Regions from separate parts of the Mus musculus genome. Here regions 1 and 3 are each linked to region 2. Evidence: chromatin contacts called from public capture Hi-C and promoter capture Hi-C data. All regions are on one chromosome and are shown on one strand. Each heading gives the region's core, a stretch centred on a gene start, on an enhancer-like site or on the middle of the called end of the contact. The rest is flanking DNA. Distances are from core to core; before and after follow the strand shown.

What was found. Promoter capture Hi-C pulls out the DNA fragments that hold promoters and counts their contacts. Capture Hi-C pulls out chosen DNA fragments and counts their contacts.
Region 1: a promoter capture Hi-C map of liver shows a contact between it and region 2, with 2.8 times the contacts expected there. The contact joins the promoter of Mt1 here to the promoter of 4930513N10Rik in region 2. A contact is called at or near these places in 2 of 39 promoter capture datasets (the C10 cell line and liver) and 1 of 9 other capture datasets (liver).
Region 3: a contact with region 2 is called in a capture Hi-C map of macrophages, with 5 times the contacts expected there. The contact joins the promoter of Mt3 here to the promoter of 4930513N10Rik in region 2. A contact is called at or near these places in 1 of 39 promoter capture datasets (pre-B cells) and 1 of 9 other capture datasets (macrophages).

Annotation. Positions count from the first base shown.
Region 1 is chr8:94,177,392-94,181,326 of GRCm38.p6, reverse strand. It overlaps Mt1 (metallothionein 1), which reads right to left and starts at 2,238. Exons shown (of 3, transcript NM_013602.3): 1 at 1,989-2,238; 2 at 1,439-1,504; 3 at 1,000-1,225. The coding sequence starts at 2,016. The coding sequence ends at 1,134.
Region 2 is chr8:95,805,331-95,809,340 of GRCm38.p6, reverse strand. 4930513N10Rik (RIKEN cDNA 4930513N10 gene) reads right to left here and starts at 2,511. Exons shown (of 4, transcript NR_015574.3): 1 at 161-2,511. Cnot1 (CCR4-NOT transcription complex, subunit 1) reads left to right here and starts at 1,896. Exons shown (of 49, transcript NM_001372353.1): 1 at 1,896-2,008.
Region 3 is chr8:94,151,052-94,154,878 of GRCm38.p6, reverse strand. It overlaps Mt3 (metallothionein 3), which reads right to left and starts at 2,272. Exons shown (of 3, transcript NM_013603.2): 1 at 2,049-2,272; 2 at 1,789-1,854; 3 at 731-978. The coding sequence starts at 2,079. The coding sequence ends at 869.

The DNA of each region.
Region 1 (3,935 bases), core at 989-3,488, 1.6 Mb after region 2:
TTGGATATTTTCTTCGTTTATATTTCAAATGCTATCCCAAAAGTCCCCTATACCCCACCCCTACCCCCACCCCGCTCCCCTACCCACTCACTCCCACTTCTTGGCCCTGGCTTTCCCCTGAACTGGGGCATATAGTTTGCTAGACCAAGGGTCCTCTCTTCCCAGTGATGGCCAACTAGGCCATCTTCTGCTACATACGAAGCTAGATACACGAGTTCAGGGGGTACTGGTTAGTTCAGATTGCTGTTCCACCTATAGGGTTGCAGATCCCTTTAGCTCCTTGGGTACTTTCTCTAGCTCCTCCATTGGGGGCCCTGTGTTCCATCCAATAGCTGACTGTGAGCATCCACTTCTGTGTTTGCTGGGCACTGGCAAAGCCTCACAGGAGACAGCTTTATCAGGGTCCTTTCAGCAAAATCTTGATGGCATATGCAATAGTGTCTGCATTTGGTGGCTGAATAGGAGATGGCCTGGTGACACAGTCACTCCTGTAATCCCAGGTACTTGGGAAGCTGAGGCAGGAGAATCAAAAACTCAAGGTCAGACTGGACTGCAGAATGAGTTCTAGGACAAGGTAAGCAACTTGTGTCAAAACAGCCAAGAAAGCCCCTCTGGAATCTAGTTCAGTGTTAGTCCCTGCCTAGCATACGAGACACCCTATGTTAATTTTCATACCCACCTCCTTATACCCAACAATGTGAGAGGAAACCAGAATCCAAAGAGAATATAAATGATAAGATTTTCTGTGCTTCCAGGATGGGACATCAAGTCTTCCAGGACCACCCTCCCTCCCTCCCTTCCCCTAACACAAGACCTGACCAGGCACACAGCTGTTTTCCATGAGGAAGCTTATGGGATAGCTTGGCTTTACCCAAAGACATTACCCCTCTGTGAGGGCCAGAGGCGGGAGGTAAAGGCACGAGGGGGTCCAAAACCAGATCCCCAGACTATCAAGTCACCCCAGTTTCTTATTGCCAAACCACACCAAGAAAACCAGAGTTAGACTCAAACAGGCTTTTATTATTCACGTACTCGGTAGAAAACGGGGGTTTAGTAAACAGGGTGGAACTGTATAGGAAGACGCTGGGTTGGTCCGATACTATTTACACGTGGTGGCAGCGCTGTTCGTCACATCAGGCACAGCACGTGCACTTGTCCGCGGCGCCTTTGCAGACACAGCCCTGGGCACATTTGGAGCAGCCCACGGGACAGCAGGAGCAGCAGCCTAGAAAGGAGGAGGAAGAGGTCAGCCTGGCTGAAGACCTCTGCTTCCTGTCCCCAACAGAGAAGACCTCGGTTTTTTTAAATAGTTCTCTGTATAGTTCTGTCCCCGAGACAATACAATGGCCTCCGGGAAGCAAAGGACATTTCTCAGAGCCAGTTTTGTAGGAGTTCCCCGCCCCTAGCCTTAGCCGCCACCCAAGGTGTCCCAACTCACTCTTCTTGCAGGAGGTGCACTTGCAGTTCTTGCAGGCGCAGGAGCTGGTGCAAGTGCAGGAGCCGCCTGGGGAGGAGAAAGAAGACAGCATGAGGGAGGCAGCATTACAGCAGTGGCCAACACCACGAGTCCCGGCTCAGTTCACTAAGTCCTCCTCGGAGCTGCAGGGAGCCTAGCCCCACTTTTCTCCTCACAGGTTAAGTCAGGGATTATGTCTTTGAGTCCCAAGACATAAAGGTCCTTCACCTCTTTCTTAATTCAAGCAATTCACAGTAAGTTTAGTAATGCCTGGGACTCAACCCAGATGTCCCCACTAACTGGGTGATCAGGAACCGGACATTTGCGCGTCTAAATCCTAGCCCCAACCCCGCCAAAGGACCCGTTCGACAATACTCGTAACTAATGAAGGCTTTTGCAAGAGCGGATTCTAGAAAGAACCGGAATGAATCGCCAACTAAAGGTGCCTATTCCCGCCAAGCCTCTACAACTCGGGGATTCCGCTCTGCGGTCCCAACTTGGTATTCTAAAGACCAAGGATCGGGAGTCTTACCGGTGGAGCAGGAGCAGTTGGGGTCCATTCCGAGATCTGGTGAAGCTGGAGCTACGGAGTAAGTGAGGAGAAGGTACTCAGGACGTTGAAGTCGTGGTGACGCTTAGAGGACAGCCTGCCCTCTTTATAGTCGTTGGACGAGTCCGGGCGCAAAGGGTTTGCACCCAGCAGGCGGTTGCTCCAGCCCACGCATAGTCACGCGCCCCGCGTCCTTGGCAGAGCCGAGCGCACTTTTCGGGCGGAGTGCAGAGCTCCCTGGAGCGCCAGTGTGCACAGCGGGACCGCCCCTTTGGCACGACTGGCTCGGATAGGACGACCCATGTGACGTGTGGAACATCATGTCCCTATAGTGCTTTCCCCGATATTACGGCCTATCGCTGCTCTGGAGTTTACGAGAACTCACCCCGGAAAGCCAGCTATCTCCGTAAACCCATTCGCAGCGTGGTAACCTCAGCTTCTCCTTTCCTGGAGTTCCTGAGCAGCGACCAGCTCCGCCCAGGTCTCTCTCTGGATCGAAGCTAGGAGAAGAGGAGACAGTTTTATAAAGACTAGCCTTGATTATTTTAGCCAACAGAACTCATCTCAACATTATTCTCTACTCCTGAGGGGGCTCATCTAAGAATGTCCAGGGCTGAGGGGTCACTCACCTTAACCCATCTGCTCTACTCCAGGCTGGTTTTAAAAACCAAGGTACCCTCCCTCCAGAGAGATCATTTTAGGTGGGGACTGCATTAGATAAAAAAAATAAAGTCAGCTATTTCTTTCTTTCTTTTTTTTTTAATGCTTCTGATTTTGAGTAACATTAGAGTCTGCTGTCAGGCAGGCCTTGTGTCCTGGGCAAGAGAACAGCTACACTGTTGGCTCATGCATACCATCACTTCTGAGCTATACGACTTTGGGCAGGTTTTTGCTTAACTGTGGTAGAACCACCACCAGCAATATGTCTATTATGCCAGAACCAGGAGTTAAACCAATTTCTCATTTAATACCTATAGAGAGATGCAAATTCTATTTACACACAAGGACAGAGGATTCAGAGGTTCAGTGACTTGCCCAGGCCATATATCCAGTCAGTAGTACAACGGCTGTGAACCAGCACTGCCTGGCACTAACGCTCCTGTATTTGTCCCACGTTCTCTTGCTGTGATTCTGTACAAAGTTCATCTGTAGGCAGAGAAGGCACCAGGTGCTGGGCTATGACACTCCCCCCCCCCACACACACACTTCCCCCTCCTCTTCCCCCTCTCCCTCTTCCTCCTCTTCTTCCTCCTCTTCTCCGTTCTTCTCCCCTTCTTTCTCCTCTCTTCTTCCTTTTTCTCCTCCTCCCCCCTCCTCCTCTTCCTCCTCCTTCATGGTGGTTTAGATACAAGTGTCTTTCTATTATCAACCCACTGGTTTGGTAGTATAATATTACCCAGGGCGTTTCTCCTTCCTCCGGATATTTCCTCTTGGAGGAGACAACACAGCAATACCCTCTGCGTGGGAAGATCCAAAAAAAAACCTTCATTTGGAACTGAGTCTTTATCTATACAGTTAAATTCTTGCCTTAGGGTAGCTCTTTAATCTCAGCTCTTAGAAGTCAGAGGCAGATGATCTCTGCAAAATTCAAGGCCAGCCAGGGCCACACAAATGAGATCCTATTTCAAAAGTTAATAAGGAAGTGATTAAAGATTAAAAAAAAAAAAAAAAAACAAGCCGGGTGTTGGTGGCGCACGCCTTTGATCCCAGCACTCAGGAGGCAGAGGCAGGCGGATTTCTGAGTTCGAGGCCAGCCTGGTCAACAAAGTGAGTTCCAGGACAGCTAGGGCTATATAGAGAAACCCTGTCTCGAAAAACCAAAAACCAAAACCAAACAAACAAACAAAAAAACCAGAATTCTTGCTTGACTAATGTTGGTCAGTTCTCTCCAGATCTCATGAATTTACTGGTTTTAAGTAGCTAAGGACT
Region 2 (4,010 bases), core at 1,262-3,761:
GTCAAAGGACTTTGACCTTTAGGGCATTGTGAAAATCCTGGCTCAGTTTTTATGGCTGTCAGATTTTAGTAGTGATGTATAACCTCCGAGGAGAGATGGGCAGTGAGCTTAAGAATCTCCTCTAGGAGGCCCCGTTTATATCAGCTTTATTTCAGCTTACCTTCAGTTTGGGGGCAATTGAAGCTTGAACTAAACTGGTTGTAGAATTACAGAATTGATCTTGGGTAGTTGACTTGTATGTCCCCCTCCCCCTTCTCCAGAACAGTCTCAGTTCATCTTTGTCTCTCTTCTTCTTTAACAACAAAAGAAAACAAAACCCACAAAACGAAACAACCCCCATATTGCTAAATTGCACAAATAAAACATTGATAAAAAAAGTTCAAGATGGGGGCTGGAGAGGAGCTGTTTTTGCAGAGGTGCAGGGGTGGGTTTCCAGCACTCATAGAGCAGCTTACAACTTTACTGCTGAGACTCTCATCTCAGTCCCGGGGCATCCAATGCCTTCCTGGGTACCAGGTCCACACTCTCTAGGTGAACATATATATAGGCAAGCACTCAGACACTTTTTTTTTTTCATCTAGGGGTTGGAAAGATGGCACAGAGATTACAAGAGCTGGCTGCTTTTCCAGAGGACCCACCCAGTGGCTCACAACCGTTCACTTCCAGAGGGACGGGCATCCTCTTCTGACCTCTGAGGACATTGTACATGCATGGTGCATAGATTTACATGCAAGCAAACGCCTGTACACGTAAAATAAGTAATAAAAGTCTTTAACACATCTCTTTAAAGTTCAAATAGTACTGGTATGAGAGGTTACGTCTATTATCATCTCAGTATTTTGGAAGATTGCAAGGAGCTCAAGGTCAATTTATGCTTCTTAGTATGTTTCAGGCCAGCCTGGACTACAGTTGGGTTAACTGAAAGAGACCTTGTTTCAAAACTCAAACAAAAAGTCTAAAAGATAGGAGGACACAGTGGATAACGTAGCCTTTTATCCAAGAAGCAAAAGGCATTGGCATCCTTGAGAATAGCCAAGAGCAGGAGGAGAACTTCTGTTTCTATATCTCTGCAAAGCGTCCCTGCTTCAAAAGACAAATGGAAAACAAACTTTAAAAGAGCCAGGATTAGGTGGGCATCTGGGAGACTACATTCTCCAGCATGCATTGCTGCTCTAGGGCGCAGACAGTGATGGAAGAGACCACGTTACTTTTGCGACAGGAATAGGCGGGGCGTGCGACTACATAACCCAGGATGCAAAGGACCTCAACTTTGCCCCGCGTCTGACGCCTTCTGATGACTGGTGCTCCTTGCTAAAGAGATCCGAGGGGTGGACAATGCTTCCGCTGGGAACCCGCACAGCCTCTCGGACCGTGACATTTCGAAAGACGAAGGAAAGTAGACGAGCATCACCCTGTCTCTAAGTTAGAGTAGTTTGTGCGCAGGGTGGCAATGCATTAACGAGCTCCCTTCCGTATTTTTTTGTTTCCCGGAGGCAATGACCAGCCAGTCCCCATAGGTCGAACACCTCGAAGGCTTATGTCTTCGAGTCCCAAATCGAAGTTCCCAACGTCTAACCATTGGCTTACACCCGGGTGCGCAGGCGCCCAGACTCGGACCCAGTCCCAGGGCTGATGAGCGGCAATTGGCCTGAGCCCCGCAAACTAGGAGTCTGGATTGGTGGTTGCTAGCAGGAGCCTGGTTTCTTCCTCGACTTCTGCGAGTGATTAGTGTGTGATTGGTTTAAATCCGCGGGTACCCATCGGCGATTGGACCGCCGTTGCGGTCAGCGCGCGGCCATTGGCTGGGCGCTAGGGCCATCCCTCCGCCAAAGCGGGCAGCGAATGGTGAAATGGGAACTGGGAGGGGAAAGGCCGCGACGTGAGCGCGCGACCTCGGGCGCCATTTTGTCGAGAAAACAAGCGGAGTTAACCGAAGAGGGGGGTCGAGGAGAGCCGGAGTCGAGGACCCAGGAGTTTCCTGTGTCCAGCGCTGCGGGAGCCGACTGAGGTGAGGCGGGCTGGGGCTGCGGTTGGAGGTGGCGGAGGCTGGGAGTGTCAAGCTCGGGACGCGGGTCCGGGTGGGAGCGGTACCGGGGGTGGGGTGGACTGGGGACCCTGGAAGCCTTTTCCCGGGGCGTCGGGACTCGGGCAGGCGAGCCGGAGACGTGGAGCCAAGGCGGGAGGGGACGGACTCGGCCCGCTCGCGGCGGCTTTGCTCTCTTGGAGAAGGGAGACCGGGGGCTCACGTTCCTGGATTCGGAGCGCCCGGGCGCGGGTGAGCAGCTCCGGAGCGGCTCGGCCTGGAGGCCTTGCCTGGAGGCTTCGAGGATGGCGGCGGCGGAGGTGGCAGTTCGGATCCCAGGGCCTCGGCTCGCCGCGCGCGCAGGGCTGCAGCCTCCTCGGAGCGCACGAGCTCCTCAACTGTCCCTTTCCTCCCGGGCTCCCGGATGGGGGGCTATGGGCGCGGGCGCCCGCGGCCTACCTAGGTTCCTCGCTGGGCGGGCGGGCCAGGGGGCGGGTTTGGAGTTGCTGCCGATTCGTAGCGCTTTCCGGGGACTCCCTCCCCTCCTGCGCCCCCCAGCACGTTGTCAAGCCCCTCGCTTTTGGCTGCTTGGCGGTGGGAGGGGCGGGCGGGCGGGAGTGAGCACTTCCGTGTTACCCTTCTCGCTACAGGTTTTTTGTTCCACTCGCGCGCCCCGGCGCTCGCACTTTCTAACAAGTCGATAGCCCCCCAACTTAAGTCACCTAGGTCCCTGTGCGGTTGGTAGTGTTGGTTCTGCCTGTCCCAACGCCCCCAACCCTCCAACCGGCAACTACCGGCAGATGCCCACCAGTGAGCAGAATGCTTGTGGGTCTTGATTTGGTGCAGATCTTGGAGAGATCTTAGGTTAAGCCTAAGGCTAATAAGCAAACACATTTGGCCATGCCACCAGGTCCGGGAGGGAGCTCACCCACCTGTGCTCACAGACATTACTTGCAGGAGGAGTGCTTTGTAGGTTTTGAAAAGAAGTGCTTTTCAAAGTGTTGTATGGAAAATTAAGCTTCATGAGAGGTAAACGTTCCCCAGAAGTCACCTCGACAAATATTACAGTCCCACCTTCCGTGGACATTTAATCCAGGCAGGCCTTGTATCAGTGAGCTCTAGCCCCAGATGTCGAGTTTCTTTGGGGCCTATATACTTCTTTTTCCTCTCTATTCAAAACCGAGTAACAGTACTTGAGTTTTCCGGTTTTGTTGCAGTTCGGTCCCTTGTGATTACAATGGAGAGGGGGGGGAACCCAACAACAATCAGCCAATAATTGAGTGGGTGTACTGCTTATTAGAGAAAATACCAGCATTTCCCTCCTGACCTCTCTTTGGAAAAGTAGTATACATGTGTGAAAATGGTGGAGGTAGAAATGGGACCTGTTTTCAGTGCTGTGTGAGGACATTACAGATGGTTGTCCCATGGCAGGAAGACCTGATGATAGCAAGCAGGGCCTTGGCCTGAATGGCAGGCAGGATGTTAGTAAAGGTTCTTTTTGCAGGCAGAGGGTCTGACTTGGGAATTTGGTTCTTTTTCACCTGGTCCTGGCTGTTTGTTTAGTGGAAGCAAGTCTAGAATCGAGGCACACACATACACACACACAAATCTGACCTTTAGCCGGGTGTGGTGACACTGGCTGCTTGTAATCCCAGCAGTACAGAATGGGGCATGAAGCTCATTGTGATTTCTTTACAGCCTGGGCTACATGTGAAAGCCTTGTCTCAGCAACAAAAACAGTGGGAAAAAACAAAGGCTGAGTGGGGAGGATCCTAGTCACTAATACCTGAAAGTATTTTTTTAAACCCAAGATTAAAATTTGTTGAATAACACACACACACACACACACACACACACACACACACGAGTGAGTGAGTTTAGCATTCTTGTGCCATAGCTCATGCGAGGAGAGGTCTAAGAATATGAGGAGTCAGTATTTTGACGCTTAGTGAAATGTAAAGGATGGATCTCAGGTCCTCATGCTTGT
Region 3 (3,827 bases), core at 1,023-3,522, 1.7 Mb after region 2:
GAATGTCCGGAATGGAGGAAAGCTGATGTGTTTACAATAACCCTGTAGCCCCTTACACGGTAGCTCCAGCCTTCCCACAGTCCATTTCTCCTGTTTCTGGCAGCTCTGATGGGGCTGAGAGTTCTCTTTATTAAGGACTGACGGTTTCTTTAACTAAGGAAACAAGCAAGCCCTTATTACTGTTCTTTTCCTTGGGAAGTGGGGTGCGGAGTTGTAGACCAATTGCCAAACCAAATTGACTTTGAAAAGGGGCTGAGCAATCTGTGTTGGGGGAGACAAGCTGGCTACGGAAGGAGGTGACCTTGGAGACACAGTTCTGCCAAGATAAAGTCCGGGGTAGCCTGGATTCTCCTCCAGTATATAAAAGCTGGCAGTTTTTGGAGGAACAACTAGAACATTACAGAAATCACAAGCGTTTGGTGCCAGAGTCTGATTTTAATTCCCTGTAGCCCCTCTATACAGATGATAAAGGTTTCTAGGTTGGGCAGATAAACCTCTATGGGCCTGACCTGCCATCTTCCCTCTCTGAGCTTAGGTGGACTTCAGAGGAGAATGGAGTGTCACATGACGGTATCTGTGTGTGTGCACATGTGTGTGAGCACATGCACGTCTGTACTGTCTCCAGGGCTCTGTCCCGGTCCCAAACAGGTGGGAAGCCTAAATCTCCGGCTTGAGTGGCCTCCCCCACCCTTCCACATCCTTCGCACTTGAAAAAGAGACCAGTCTTGGGTTCATGTTGTGCATGGGATTTATTCACACCCCGGAGCAGGCAGCCGGCGGGGGGGGGGGGGGGGGGGAAGACAACAGTTGTGCCCCACCAGGGACACCCAGCACTATTTACATAGGCTGTGTGGGAGGGTCTGGGTCCTCACTGGCAGCAGCTGCATTTCTCGGCCTCTGCCTTGGCCCCCTCTTCACCTTTGCACACACAGTCCTTGGCACACTTCTCACATCCGGCAGGGCAGCAGGAGCAGCAGCCTGTAGATAAAATGTGTGTGTGTGTGCGCGGGCGCACATATGTGCCCAGTCTGATGTCGGCATCTGTCTCCATCAAAGGGCAGAGGAAAGCAGTATGGGAGGCTGGACAGTCATCAGGCTTTGCCCAGGACAGGTGGCTCTCCCTTCATACTGCCACATCAGGTCTGACTCAGCATCCATGGTACTGCAGTGACTGCCGGGCCTCTGTAGAGAGTCACCCTATAACTAGCACACAGCTCTTTGGGTGGGTGCTAGGGAATTCCCTGGGAATGCTGGGCTCAGGCCTGGGCCAGAGGGAGAGTTAGGTCTGGTGGAAAAGGCAAGCCAATGTAAAAGGTACTGAGACGGAATTGCAGCAGGGAAGGGGCAGGGATAATGTCGAGGCCAGCACATCCGTGAGATCTATGCATAGCCACACTCGAGAAGAAGAAAGCGCTGGTCCTACCTCTACACCTCACCCCAAGCATATTACATCGCTGAAATCTGGAAAGAGCAGATTGAGGAGACCCCACAAAGCCTAAGAAGGGCCAAGGCACTACAACTTTAAAGCTGACCCCCCCATTCTTCCTTGGGGATCCTCGGGCTCTGGAAAAATCGAAGAGTGGGGCTCAGCTTTCAAAGCGGCTATCTTAATAGCTTCCGGAAATTCATCAAAATATCCCCCTTACATTGGGTTAATTAACATTGGTTGTAATAGCCTCGGTATCTGAAGGTCTGCAGCAGGAAGCTTTGCTTCATAGTGTCTGGTGGGGGTGGGGTGGGCGCGGCGGGAGGTTATGGCAGGGGTTGGGGGTGGGGGGGTGCACTCACTCTTCTTGCAGTTCGTGCATTTGCAGCCCTTGCACTTGCATTTGTCCGAGCAGGTGCAGGAACCACCTAAGAGAGCACACGAAGAATTATACTAGGGAAACCTGGCGTCCCCATGCCTAAATGAAGATTATCATCATCACAGGGTTAAAGATGGGGGTAGGGGGAAGGGACTCCTCCCCCAAATGTCCTTGAGTGAAGACAGAGGAGTGGGTTCTTTGCCAGGAAAGGGCAAAGTGCTGCAGGAGGGGGAAGGGGCTCACCAGTAGGACAGGGGCAGGTCTCAGGGTCCATATCCAGTCCAGCAGCCGCCGTAGCTTGGTTCCTCCCGGCAAGCGGATGCGCTACGTAGCCAGGGCAGCAGGTGGCAAGGCTTTTATAGCCCCAGGCGGGGGCGCGCAAGCAGCGACTTGGCGCCCGCCCCTATGCACGCACAGCGCCTGCTCTCCGTGTGTGTGCACTGCTGTCCCGAGTCTCCACTGAGTGTAGGACCAAAGTAGCCTGTCCGCTGTCCACTCCTTGCCACTGCAGCCGTCTCCCTGAAGGTGCCTGCGCAGTACCATCTTTGCAAGTTGAGAGAGACAAATTAGTATTGCCCCTTCCCGTAGGTTCTTCTCCCTCTTCTCCCAGATTGTCTTGATCAGTTTGGTCCAAACGGGATGCTGAGCAGTGAGCCTGCTGCTGATCATCTCAGCAGCAGCAGCAGCAGCAGCAGCAGCAGCAGCAAAGATGCTCCCAAGATGCTTGAAGAAGGCTAGAAAGGGGAGACCTGACAGATCCTACCTGACACCTGCAGTTTGGTGGGAAGACTCGTGGCCTTTTCTGTCCCAATATTTCCTATAAAGCCCTTCTACAGGACCCTGAGCACCTCCTTAGCCCAGATAAATTTTACAGAGACACCCACTAGGGACCACCATTCTCTGTTTGGAGGTAGTTCGAGGTTGCTTCTCTTTGTTATTGAGACAGAGTCTTAGGTAGTCCAGTCTAGTCTTTTTTTTTATGTAACCAAGGAATTATACAAATTGTTTTGCAGCCAAGGAAGACCTAAACTCTTAATCCCTTCTGTATCCACCTGCCAGCTGCTGGGATCAAAGGTGCACACCACCGATGCTAGCTTTATTTTTTATTTATTTTGTTTAACTTATTTTTGAGATGGGAGTATCTCAAACTCTTAATCCTCTTGTAGCCCAAGCTGGCTGCTTTGAACTCAGGGTTCTCCTGTCTCAATCTCTTGAGTGCTGGGATAATGAATGTGCAACACCATACTTGGCCTCAGGGTTAGGCTGTCAGGGGTGGGATGGGGTGGGATGCCCTGGGACGAGGTGGGATGCAGTGGTGAGATACCCAGCCCTACTCTAATCGTCCATCAGACAGAACTGAGCTTCTATTCCAAATCTGAGCTGAACAAGTGGACTTCAAAATGGCTTGGCCAAGGAGGGGTGTGTTGGGGTATGTGACGGTGCACATGCAGGTACAGACCAGAGGACGACATTGGTGTCCTCTATCACCCTTTGCCTCACTGCCTCGAGATGGAGTCTCTGGCTGAACTGGATGCTTGCTGGTCAGCAAGGGTGGCAGGCTGGGGGTTCCCTGTCTTGCTCCCCCTCTCCCGGTGCTGCGGTACTAAGCATGTGCAGTTGTGCCTGACTTTCATGTGGATGCTGAACATCAGAACTCAGCTCCTCATGCTTGCATAGCAAGTGTACGTACCAACCGGGTTCTTTCCCCAGCCACCCAGGGTTTTCCTTTGTAGACCCAATACCCGTGATCCTTGAGGTTAAGTTTCAGTGGAGTTAAAAAACAAGGAAGAAAAGAAGAAAGGAGGAGAGGATGAGAAGGACCAGGAGAGGAGATGGAGTCTCCCTCCTGTGCCATTGAGCTTGAAGCTGGGGCTCATTCTAATGGTGGTGCCGAGTCATTCTAACAGTGCTGAGTCATTCAGATCTCAGGCCCCAGCGACTCTAGCTCTGGCTTTGAGTTTGTTTCCATTCGCCCTGCATGTGCTCCGGCCTCACACTTCTTCTTTGCTTTAGGCCTTGGAC